Regions from separate parts of the Mus musculus genome. Here all the other regions are linked to region 3. Evidence: chromatin contacts called from public Hi-C and HiChIP or PLAC-seq data. All regions are on one chromosome and are shown on one strand. Each heading gives the region's core, a stretch centred on a gene start, on an enhancer-like site or on the middle of the called end of the contact. The rest is flanking DNA. Distances are from core to core; before and after follow the strand shown. Region 1 has its middle 53 kb from the start of Gm33293. Region 2 has its middle 26 kb from the start of Gm33293. Region 3 holds the start of Phox2b (paired-like homeobox 2b).

Evidence for each region. A called contact is a pair of places that touch in the nucleus more often than the background predicts. HiChIP or PLAC-seq counts read pairs in DNA pulled down with a chosen protein or histone mark.
Region 1: a contact with region 3 is called in a Hi-C map of the N1E-115 cell line, with 9 times the contacts expected there. The contact joins the enhancer-like site here to the promoter of Phox2b in region 3. A contact is called at or near these places in 2 of 39 promoter capture datasets (embryonic stem cells and macrophages), 6 of 484 Hi-C or Micro-C datasets (the N1E-115 cell line, embryonic stem cells, olfactory sensory neurons and 1 more), 4 of 115 datasets of contacts at active chromatin or transcription factors (embryonic hindbrain, embryonic midbrain and embryonic stem cells) and 1 of 9 other capture datasets (adipose tissue).
Region 2: an H3K4me3 HiChIP or PLAC-seq map of craniofacial prominence shows a contact between it and region 3, with 2.8 times the contacts expected there. The contact joins the enhancer-like site here to the promoter of Phox2b in region 3. A contact is called at or near these places in 22 of 39 promoter capture datasets (3T3-L1-derived adipocytes, the HPC-7 cell line, HPC-7-derived erythroid cells and 14 more), 22 of 484 Hi-C or Micro-C datasets (CD8 T cells, the N1E-115 cell line, cortical glia and 12 more), 18 of 115 datasets of contacts at active chromatin or transcription factors (bone marrow-derived dendritic cells, craniofacial prominence, embryonic basal ganglia and 10 more) and 5 of 9 other capture datasets (adipose tissue, embryonic tail, liver and 2 more).

The regions. Positions count from the first base shown.
Region 1 is chr5:67,176,376-67,180,145 of GRCm38.p6, forward strand. No RefSeq gene overlaps it. Among named protein-coding and RNA genes, the nearest start is that of Gm33293, 53 kb to the right of the region's middle. Within about 2 kb of position 2,101, at least 7 of the 459 cell types and tissues checked have an H3K27ac peak or open chromatin away from gene starts, as enhancers often do. A contact at or near this core is called in the N1E-115 cell line, where this site is marked.
Region 2 is chr5:67,203,174-67,207,413 of GRCm38.p6, forward strand. No RefSeq gene overlaps it. Among named protein-coding and RNA genes, the nearest start is that of Gm33293, 26 kb to the right of the region's middle. Within about 2 kb of position 2,383, at least 5 of the 459 cell types and tissues checked have an H3K27ac peak or open chromatin away from gene starts, as enhancers often do. A contact at or near this core is called in the N1E-115 cell line, craniofacial prominence and stem cell-derived motor neurons, where this site is marked.
Region 3 is chr5:67,097,239-67,100,940 of GRCm38.p6, forward strand. It overlaps Phox2b (paired-like homeobox 2b), which reads right to left and starts at 1,888. Exons shown (of 3, transcript NM_008888.3): 1 at 1,463-1,888; 2 at 438-625. The coding sequence starts at 1,703. Gm33167 (predicted gene, 33167) reads left to right here and starts at 1,442. Exons shown (of 4, transcript NR_166599.1): 1 at 1,442-1,679.

The sequences.
Region 1 (3,770 bases), core at 851-3,350, 79 kb after region 3:
CCAGGTGCCCCATAGAGACCCAGAATACCAGCTCTAGTTCCGTGCACCATGATAGTGATGCTCATGTGAGGTTTGAATAAGGCACAGGAGACAGGAAAGAAGATGAAGTACTAAGGCACGGGGGTGGGGCGGGACACAGGGCAAGAGCGGCAGGAACTAAGGCATCAGGAAGTCAAAAGGCAGAATGCAGGCCCAAGGAGCGGCGGGCCTGGAGTTCTGGGCATCGGATCCGGAAATGTTCCATTTCTTGGCATCCTCTACAGGTTTATCTCGCCTTTGACCCTGGCTGAAGTTGTGCGAAGCGATGGAGCCAGGCTTCTGGTATGGCCAGAACTTTCTAGTTCAAATCTTGATTTCTCCAGGCTGAGCAGGAATGTGCTAAACATGGCTGTCACCAATGAATGCTCACAGCTGGCCCAGGAGAGGAAGGGCCAGGTGGGAGCTACTTACGGCAGACTTGTCTGTGGCCCCTTCTCCAAAATGAGAAGGAGACAATGGGATGCCATTGTGTATCCAATCAACTCTCAATTATCCAGGGGCAGATTCTCCACTCTGTGGGTCCCCGCTACTCCCTTTGACTTCCCTCCAGCTGTCTGCCCTTTGACCGGTCTCCTGCCCATCAGAGCCCCGTCAGAGGGTGGGCAGGTGGAGGCAGGGGGAGGAAGTGAAACTCAGATCAGTCATTTTATGGCTGTTCCTTAGACATTCTTGCAAAAGAAGAATCGTTGGTTAAACCAACATTCGGTTTATTTGGGGTTTTAATTATCAAGACTCTGCCTCGTCCTGCCTCAGCATGGATAATTGGTAATTGGTTAAGTGATATTTATTCTATCTGTGGCACCTCTGCTATTGTATCTGCCTCGTTTCATTTTTAAAATACTCTGCATTAGTAAAAGCCACACTGAGATGATTTTCTTAATGCACTTGGAGTCCTGGTGCTTGGGCATAAAACGGACATCTCTATCCCCTACTTGTGAGGGGGCTCGGGAGGCGTTCCAGTGACTACACATATGTGGGATTTATGTCCACAGGAAGATTCTGGTAAGTGCTTTAAAGTTATGTTTCACAAGCAATCTAAACCTGAGACAGACACAGGGGTGTTTTTAAAGCTCACCTCTAAAATTCTGTGCAGTAAAAATAGGGGGTGGCTAGAGTTCTCGTCCTGCTCCTTCCAAGTGGCCCCTTGAATTTAAACATTATAGTTCATTCATGAGAATGAAACAAAGTTCTTTGCTATATTGAAATGAGAAAGTTGAGCTAACACACATCTATATGGAAAAGGTCTTTCTGTTTGAAGGTCACAACAGCATTTAAAAAGAAAAGGTAAAACTATATAAGGTGGGTGGCAGCGGCACAGCCTTCAATCCCAGCACTCAGGAGGCAGAGCCTTGTGGAACTTTGTGAGTTCAAGGCCAGCCTAGACTACATAGTGAGTCCTAGGACAGCCAGGGCTACATGGTGAGACACTATCTCAAAAAAATCCATGAAGACACAGGGCAAGACAGATGGCTTCATTTTATTATCAGTTTATAGTATGCAATGGGAAGAGTTTACATTTATATTCAGTTATAAATATGTTTATACTTATAATTATTTCCATGGTTGCTTTGTTTCCTAGAGCTTTTCATTGTGGATACCCCTGGTGTTTTGAGTTGTTTCCAGTCAACATATTTTCTAGAAGAGTGAGACCTGCCACAACTAGGCAGCACAGAGCAAGGCAGAGAGGTGACCTGGCTGCGACTCGGGCTTTAGGGTCAGAATAAAGGACTCTGGGTTTGAATAGGGCAGAAGCCAAAGAAGTATATAGCCAGCAAGTGTGAATCTGCCCTCCAGAGAACCCGTGGCTCTCCAACAGGGGCCTGGATATGCTCCAAGACTAGTTTCATCTCCTGACTTGGCCACATAGGTGTAAACTGTGGATAACTATCCCTGAACCTCAGTTATATCATGCAAAGAATGGGAACAGCAATGGGCTATCATCTCCGCAGGGATAAAATGCATAAGCATGCTTATCTCATCCATAACAATAAGCCAGCAAGGCTGCTCAGTATATCCAAGATTTGAATTGAGAGTGGACTAGAAACTATCAATTCCTGTCAGAAGTCCATAAGAAATAGAGAAAAGTTGTAAGAAGAAAGGATTCTAAGCACTGATCTCTGCATCAACGTGCTGGAGTATTCATTCCCAGATGAATAAATCTACTGGGTGTATTGAAGGGAGACTCTAAGCCTTCCTGGGGCAGAAGGTATTTCTTACCGAAATGTGTCTTGGCTCCAGTTGGCTTGACAGTGCATATGCCTTGCAAAGACAAATTTTGGCAAAGGGTCCTAACATGGTTTACGAAATCTTGTTCTCCCGGTTCCGAGCTAGGGCAGTTTGAGGTATCTACAGAAACACAGCTGTCTGGTCTCCGGTCTGTTCTGCATTTGCCTGCTTCCGTGAGTTATAGAAGTGCCACCTCCTGTTTGGGTTTTGCAGAAAATCTTTGGATTGCTCTGGATGTCTTGCCACGCTAATTAAATAAGCTATGACTAATTAAATGTCATAAGGCATGATGTAAACCTGTTAATGTCAGGGGAGATCTATAAAAACAACAATGGGGAAGGGCAAATTTGTCACATGTCAACATTTTTAGCTAATTTCCAGTAGTAAATAAGCAAATTTTATTTCAAATCTAAAAACCGTTTGCTGATGTGATTAGGGGAATCCTATATTTTTGTGCCTGATTAAGCTGTGGCTTAGACCAGGCAGGGGGTTGGGGGTTCCTGGAAAATCTAGCCTCTGAATAGTTAACTACCCATTTTTTCAATTAAGCATAATGTTATGTTAACATCCTAAAGAGGTAAATGATGGCACAGTAAATCCAATTAGAATACGTACTTACAACTGGATTCTCTTGCAATTTTCAAAAAGCCGACTGCGTTTTCTGTCTTGCCTGCTATTGTCGAAGCAGCCTGTACCACAAGTTGCTGCAACCCCCCCTGCCTGGTGTCTGTGTCTCTGCCTGGTGACCTCTGCTGTAAGAGCCGCCGCAGAAATCACAAACTCTCACATCAATTTGCCACAATTGGATGTGGCATCTTGCAGCTAATTCGATTTGGGAAGAAACGCACCTGGCTCTGTTTTTTCCCTATAGAACATGGAGGGAGTTCGGAGTCTACACAGACGCCATCTAAGCGAGGAACCCATGTGCTTTTCAAGGTCTAAGCAGTTTGTCTTCCTCTCCCCGAATACAGCCCCATGACAAAGGGAAGGGAGCTGAATTATTTAATGCAAATAAATAAATAAATAAATAAATAAATAAATAAATAAATAAATAAATAAATAAATAAATACATTAGATTGGGGTCAGGGAGGGAGAGAGAGAAACCAAAGAAGGAAAAGATACAACTGTTGTTCTAACTTCCAGGTCCCTCCCCTTATAAGAGAAGGCTACCCTCCTGGTTTGTTTTGTTTCAACTCTTTGTTTCCATTCTGATCAGCTCAATGCAACATCTCCTGTATCCTAGCCAGGAAGAAATGCCACCAAATCAGTAGTATTTGAGAAGAAACACACACACACACACACACACACACACACACACACACACACTCTCTCACACACACACACACACACAAGTAAAGCTACATAGGGTGTTTTCAATGTTTCAAACCGGTTTGAGGTTGTAGAAAACAGCCAAAATGGTCATGTGTTTAATATATTATTGATACATTTCCAGGTCTGAGGGCTGCTGTTGAACAAGAACTGCAAGTCTCTGGCCTTTTATTCA
Region 2 (4,240 bases), core at 1,133-3,632, 110 kb after region 3:
GTGGCTCCAACATTAAATCACAGAGATTTTTCAAGAGCGTGATTTGATAGTACTTTCAAAGTGCACACATTTAATTTTATTAGAACAAGTCTGAGACCCTTAAGACAAGTTGCAAATACCAAATCACATTTTTTTCTTTTCATATTTCATTTATTGGAAAGTTATCTTAAAATGGTGACCACATCAAGGGAAAATACTGTTCAAAAGTCTAAGTTAATAAAGAATGTCTGTTAATGTTTCACAGGGACTTGTGTACGTCCTTCCATGAGGACGTACAAAACTGAAGATACCATGGGTGCTGTGAGCACTACCGATGACTGGCGGCTAGTGTCTAATTTCCTGGAGTGAGCAAAGGTTACTAGGTAAACTAGGACTCTTCTGAATGGAGTTACCCAAGTCAGTTTTGCTTCCTGTGTCCTTCTCTGTCCCACAATATTGATTCAATTAAACAAGTGAAAAAGAAAACATAACGTCTGACATGCTTCTTTTTTTCTCTTCACCTCCAGTATTCCCCCAAATTAAGAGGAATAAACACTATCCATTGCATCAAGGGGTATAGACATAATAAATTAGAACTTGGTAAGCCCATGCAATGTTGTTCCTGGTATTACTAATGGTACATAATGGAGTTTTGGATATCAATACTTTAGTCAGATGTTAGTAAATTGGCTTTAAGAAAAAACAATTGAGACTGTTAGGTGCACTCTATTAGAATGTGAACAAAAAAATTCCAATTTTCATAATCTTGAAATCATGGTTACTTATCAACGGAGATGTCTCTTCGGTGATTTATCTTAATTCGGGAAAGGACTTAGGGGCACACCTACTGTATTTTCTAACTGCAATGTCAGGTTGGGCCACATGATTGAGTAGTTGGAGTTGGTTTCATTTCAAGCACGGAATCTGTGTTAAAAACAACACCATTTCCTGTCCTTCCTCCTGCATCTTCTTCTAGCAGCAGGGAAAAGCACACTCCCTAATATATTTTCTGGGCTCACTCTCTTTGCAATATTTCCTTTGCAAAGGTCCTGTTCATATTTGTATCTTATTACTTTTCTTATACTGGATTTATTGATAGTTTCTAACAAAAATATGATTTCAGTATATTTACTGAACAAAATTCAATAAAACAGACCCCAATTCAATTTTTTTTCATCAAAATGGAGAACAATAAAGAAGGTGAAGTCCGCAGTTCAGACACATGGCATCAAAGAAACTTATATTGTTTAAAGCGATAACTCAATAAAGAGGAAGTGATAGATATCACTTAAAAACAACATTAGCTTTGTTTATTTATCTGTGTTCCTAAGAATCCTGCCTCTAACTTAGTCAGCGACAAACATTTTTGGTGTTCTTCGGTTATTGGCTCTCACATAAATGTAGTCATTTTCTAAAACCAAAGGGGAAAAATGTGCTTAGACATTGTGAGATAGCCACAGTCTGTATTTACTGTTAATCGTCAATTTCGTGTTTTCAAATTTAATTCCCCTATGTCTGTTTCCCAGATTATTTTGCTATTGTGTCCGTATTTCTCCTCAGTTAATAGTGTTTATGCTTTTGCATGTTTACCACGAGTTTGCATTCTGAATTTCTAATAGCCTGCTTTGGAAAAGCGATTACAGAGAGCTCTCCTCGTTGACCATTAGGTAAAGGGTTGAAAAATAACTTCAGTTTACAATGGATTTTTTTTTTTAGTTTAATGGATGGGCATATTCATTATTCACCTGTTTTCAGTCTCCTCATGTGTCGCCGAGTGATGATTATAGTTGTTTTAAAGATGATCCTTATTTATAGTCTATTGCATCATGCCAAGATTTAGTAATGATTTTAGATTTTCCACCTAAATTACAGGGCACTTTCCACTGAAAATGGTAAACAATATTACAAACTAAAAAAAAGAAAGTAATCCGATTTCTGGGAAGAGGCAGCCCAGTGAAGGATGTGTGCTTTTATAAGGATGGACAATGGAAGGCAAAATAATAACTCCTAACTTTGATTGTTCAAATATATTCTGCAATACAGAGAGCTGCATGCAGGCTGGAGCAGGCATGGGGCAGGAAGGTTAAGTAGAGAGGAAGGCACAATACTTCAGATTGGCAGTAGACTGCAGCAGGAGTAATCTAATCAAAACCAAATTCAATTATCTCGTCCCAGGGCAGGCTCCTGGGACGGCTGCATTGAATGCTAGCCGAGCTGCTCCTAGACATTTCTTCCCCAGTCAAACTCACATGATGAATGCAGATGAAATTTGAAATATGAAAATCTGAAGTAATTTATGGAAGTTGTCAGAAATTTGGCCCGCTTGTGGTGTAATTTCCTCGGAGACGAGGCAGGCCGGCTCAGTGCTATGAGGCTTGGAACGGCTGCTGGCCCTTCCCGTGGATGGATCAACCCCTTTAAAATGCTCTTCCAGACAAATTACAGCTCATTACGCACAGCCTTGCACCAGGCCATTATGTCAGAGGAAATCTTTTTTCATTTGCACAAATTTGCTTGGAATTCTCATATTTATTTGAGCATCCATTATCGAATCTGAACATTGAATTATCCACAATTATTTTCTGGGTACGCGGATGTTTGTGTATACGGAATAGATGGTGACTGCGAGGCTATAAAAATATTACAGTGTGGCTGAAAACCCCACGTACTTTGCAGCTCTGTTACAAAGAGCGCTGTTTGATTGCTGAAAGAGGATTGACTTTTGCGAAGATATTAACAAGACTCATTTTCTTTCGGAACATACTGGGAAGGAGACGGACTCAGCTTCGAGCGGGCGGCTCGCTCCACTCCGTGGTGTATAACAATTACCAAGATTCTGTTACACCTCGGTTCCTCTCTCTCTCTCTCTCTCTCTCTCTCTCTCTCTCTCTCTCTCTCTCTCTCTCTCTCTCTCTTCAGTCTGTATTTTGATCCTCCCTGCTGTTTTGATTCCACCCGGGCACCCACTCTTTAACACGGCTGTGTTCTGATTGCCTCAAACCATCTCTTCCTCGCCTTTCTTCCTCCTTTTTATTTTATTTTACTTTATTTTATTTTTATTTTTTTTTATCAAGTTGTCATGGCCAACGGAGGTTCTCTATTGCTCAGAAACACTGCAAAGTCATCAGGAAATGAGAGAGTTCTCTAAAAACATTAACAGTGTTGTTTGCCGACTAGCTTCATACAAATCACAATGACGAAAGTAGTTGTGCTGTGTGGCTTCTAAATGTTTGTCGTTGTTTCTTATAATAAATCTATGCGTTGTGTGACTGTGCTAAATTGAGCGCAGTCCTTCTCAATATCATTTCATCCTGTCATCTGGGCGTGGACCTAAATGCCTAGGCAACCTACCCAGTGACTAAAGAATTAAATGTTCTCTTCTGACTTGTTGACATTTCACGACTTACTGCAGGTATAGCTTTGGGGGGGGGGGGGGAATGTCTCATCCCCCAAAGTCAAACCCCCCCGAAGCTTTTATACAAAGATTGAAAAACACCTGGGAAACAATTCTAAGGTGAACACATCTTCTTTAACATCGTATTATGATTTTGTGAATCGTACTCCATTACAATAAAACAAGATACAGTTTGGCAAATTGGATTTGTTTGGGTGGAAGAATTCATTCATAGCCCTTTCTTGAAAAAAAAAAAATCAAGGTGAGTTAAATGCTATTTATTTTTCTAGGATGCATCAACATCAGCATAATTTACTTTCCTGGGTGAATCAGAAAATAGAGTCTACATAACATGTGCCGGGTTTATTAGAATTTAGGGAAACAGATTTGGTTATTTAAAATGCTGGAAACCTCACATCCTCAGCTAAAGCCAAGGCAAGTGCTGTCTCTACTTCAGCCGTCAGGAGCGTGGACTCCTCTGAGATCCAGTGCAGGCTGAACACATCGCAGCCTCCCCAGACTCTCCCTACTGCAGGAAACTTTGTAATAGCACTCAAATAAAGAAAGAAACTGGGTTGGAGATTATTGGTTTCATTGTGCCTTTGTATATGTGTATTATATAGTTACTCCATAGTTTGACACAATCAGTTGAATGCGGGACAAGACCAATGTTGTATATGACAGTGGGGTAGTATTGAAAGATGACCCCATATCTGGAGGGCTAAAAGTTATGGATGCATGGATAGCTGCTTCTAACATTTTGAAGCGTGGCTTTTAAATCTTGCCTGCTGGCTTCTGGCTGGAGGCCGGCCTGCCTGGGCAACAGAGCAATTGAAAGGAACGGCAGGCAGCTATTTTTCAGTAGAC
Region 3 (3,702 bases), core at 638-3,137:
AGTAAGGTGCGGGTTTCTGACTCTAATGGAGTAACAACCCCTTCGTGAATCTATTTCAAGTCCTGGTTACTAGGAAATTACTCCTTGCGCCAGGGGCACTAGATTTTTTAAGGGCGCTTGAGTTAAGAGGCACTGTGGGCAAACGAATCACGCAATTAAGCTGACATAGATACAGGTAGAGGATGCAATCTTCCTCTCACGGGACACTTCTCTCCAAAAAAGCCTTGTTCGTTCAAACTCCCAAACCCCTGCTTTGGTGGGAAACACTGCAGTTGTGAATAAATTACCTAGAGTCTGTGTCCTAGCCCCCACCCCCCATCCCCGCTCGTGCGCATAACACTCCAAATCCCATTTCTGTGACGGGCCTGGGTCCCTTTGGAACCGTAAGCGTCAGCACCCACCCCCTCACTGCTGCTGCGGCACTCGGTCTCCCGTACCTGGACTCTCGCCTCGGTGAGGTCGATCTTCAGTGCTAGCTCTTCCCTGGTGTAGATGTCAGGGTAGTGCGTCTCAGCGAAGACCCTCTCCAACTCTTTGAGCTGCGCGCTTGTGAAGGTGGTGCGGATGCGCCGCTGCTTGCGTTTCTCGTTGAGGCCGCCGTGGTCGGTGAAGAGTTTGTATGGAACTAGAGGATGACAGAGGAGACTAGAGTGAGCAAAACAGTCAGGATGTGAAGGGCCACTGAACCAGAACGCGGGGACCAAGGTCAGATAGCCCGGGAGCCGCTACAGACACCAGGCACTTCTAGAAGGAGGTTTTAGTTACGGCGACCTGCCAAGAAAACCCAGCAAATTAGTATCATACAGAAACAGGGGCGCGAGTGTAACTTTGTGCCTGTTTTTGTGGCCCAAGTGCCTTTGGGTGAGATGAAATAGCAAGTTGGAGAGTGTTTGAGGCCCCAAATGGAGGATAGTTCATTCAGCAGGAAAACAGTCCAAAACCATCATTAGTTGGAATATCAGAAAGCCAGGAACGAAGTTAACCACTCACGCCCACTGTTGCAACTTTTCAATTCTCAGAACTTGATACCGCAAAGTTGGGGGATAGTGCTGTAAAGAAAACCAATAAATTCAAGAAATGATCATAAAAATGACCGGCCAAAGAGGTGTGAGCCGCTGTCGGTTCTTTTAAAAAAAGAGACACCGCCAGTAATGAGCTTTACTCTTTGTTATTTAATTATTTTCTAAGCTTTACGTCTCATCGCAAAGTAAATAAATTATGCCTATCATTTTGGCAGCTTAAGATAATTTTGTTGGCGGTTCGGGTGTGACTAGGATAGTGTAACCCTGTAAGTGAATTACCCCTCCCTGCAATCGCTTCTAACGTGATAAATTCTTTCATTTGTGTAAGCAAATTTCGTTTGGTAAATACTAAACACATTTCCATTTTCAAATGCAATCAAGGCTTCCTATATACGAGCGGAAAGGCAGCTTCTTCCGCTGAGAGAGCTAGCGGTCCTTACCTGCGGCGTACGGACTGCTCTGGTGGTCCCTGAGGGTGCCCAGGCTGCAGGATCCCGGCGTGAGGGACGGGCAACCGGACGTGGCCCCAAAAGTGGTCCTTATCGGGTTATACTGGAAGCCACTGGCCTGGCTGCAGGAACTGAAGTCTGCATATGCTGAAGCCAAGCTGGAGGTATCCATCCCGGCCATACAGGACTCGTAGGCAGAGGAATTGAGGTAAGAATATTCCATTTTATACATTGAAAAGGTTCTGGATGGCTCAGCCAAGTGGAAAAATGAAATAAAAGATGGATGTGGAGACGGTGGCTGGAGTGGGGAGATGTGCACTGCTCAACGCCTGCCTCCACACTGGCCTCCTTACTACCAGCCGAGCCTAGTTTTATGAAAAAGCCTCCTGTGAGATGCCTTGTCTGAGGTCTCTAGAGTATATAGTCCTCATAATAAACTTGGCTCTTTCCACTTGGACAATAGCAAAGCGGTTGGTCTTATTGCTGGCGCTTTTTACATGACAATAACTCATCCGTCTATTGGGCTGGCACTGGGGAACTGAGCTGTCCAACCTCCCTATCATTGATTCCTGCATCTCTAATTAGAATTTAATACCACACCATTACGCACCGAGCCCCTGATCCTCCCTTCTAACCAGCTCCTGCCCTTTAATTCAATCACGCTACTTGGAAATAATGAAAGTTGGGTGACGATTTTCCCTGATCCAATTTCCAAGAGCTTTTAAGCCTTTTTAACTGATCATATACCTTAGGCATAAATTGAGATAGTGTGTTTCCCCCCTTCTTCGTCCTTTTTTTTTTTTTTTTCTTGGTTAGGGAGAAGAAACCTTGATGTCATAGAAAACCTGTTTTGTAAGAGTGTTACACGCTCAATTTAACAACAAGCCTTCCCCCGAAGTGCATGAAATGCTATAAAGGACTGGGACATTGGCAAGACTCAGGCGCCCTGTAACATAGCGTAAGTGGGCCAAAGGGTTTTATGTGAACGATAAGAATAAGCGGATTTCTTTAAAATACACCTAGTCCAAGGGGTTGGAAAAAATAGCATCTTATCAATTGTGTTTCTCCTCGAAGCTTAATGTGCTTTCCAAAGACGTGGGCAGACAGCCCCTTTACAAGAGTAAAATAAACAACCGAGTAAAGCTCTCAAAGGTGAAACATCTGGATTTCCTACTGAACGTTTCTCTGCGCTTAGCAGTGCTGTGTCTGCCTGCGTTAGTTCAGATTTGCATCGGCGTGTATGAAACTTCCCGTGGTGGAGGTTCGTTTTAATCACTCGCTAGCTACCAAGCCCAGCACGAAATGTACCCAAATGGGGGTCTCCTTTTCCAGCCCTTTGCTCTCGCACTCTCTTTCGCGTCCCAATCCCCTCCAGACTTGGAGTTTCCCAAAGAGGATCGCTGCCTGTTTGCCCTTTAGGTTTTTGGACTTCACGGAGCAATTTAAGCAAACAAGGCAACGGCTCGAAGCAGCGCACTTTCCTAGTTCGATTCCTCGGGCTCTTGGGTCCTGGCAACAAGGCGCAGACAAAGAAGCCAGCCGTGATTTGTGGACCTCCTTGGCCCTATGATTTAAGCGGAGGGTAATTTTCATTTGGTTCGTTAGACTCTAGCAGAATAAAGGGAAATATTTCATTAAATCCTTCCTCTCGGTGGACAAGAGGGGGGAAATGCTTAGTTGAATCGCCGTGCGGTGTAAACAAACCCTGGATATTTTATATGAATTAAATGTGTAGATAATTAGTTTTATTGCATTCATTACCCCCTTTATGTGCTCTGTAACAAGTCAGTAATTAAAGTAACAAACTCATAAAGTCTTTATAGGGGCATTTAGGCGTTCAGTGTTTGCCAAACTAAGTGGTTTAATTCGATGCTAGTGCTGGGGAGTGGATGGGCGCCCGCTCTCCACTGCCACCCTACTTTATTGCACACTAAACCGCTGCAGACGCTGTAATGGATTAAACCCACAGCGACACCGGCCCCCAGCCTTTTCAGCCTCGGCCCAGGTGTTTGCGCATCCTCTGTACGGAAGAGCGCTGAACTGGCGAGTTCAGGCAAGGAGACCCAGCGAGGAAGCTGGTGATAGTTTTATGGGGAGAGCTGATAGTTTTATTGCAGTTGTACGCTGTACAATGCGTATTTGATAAAGAAGGGCCCTTGGTGAGCAACGTGCACTTTTTTTGTGCACGAGGGTAAGATGAAAATAAATGCGTTCAAGGTTTGACTGCGGCG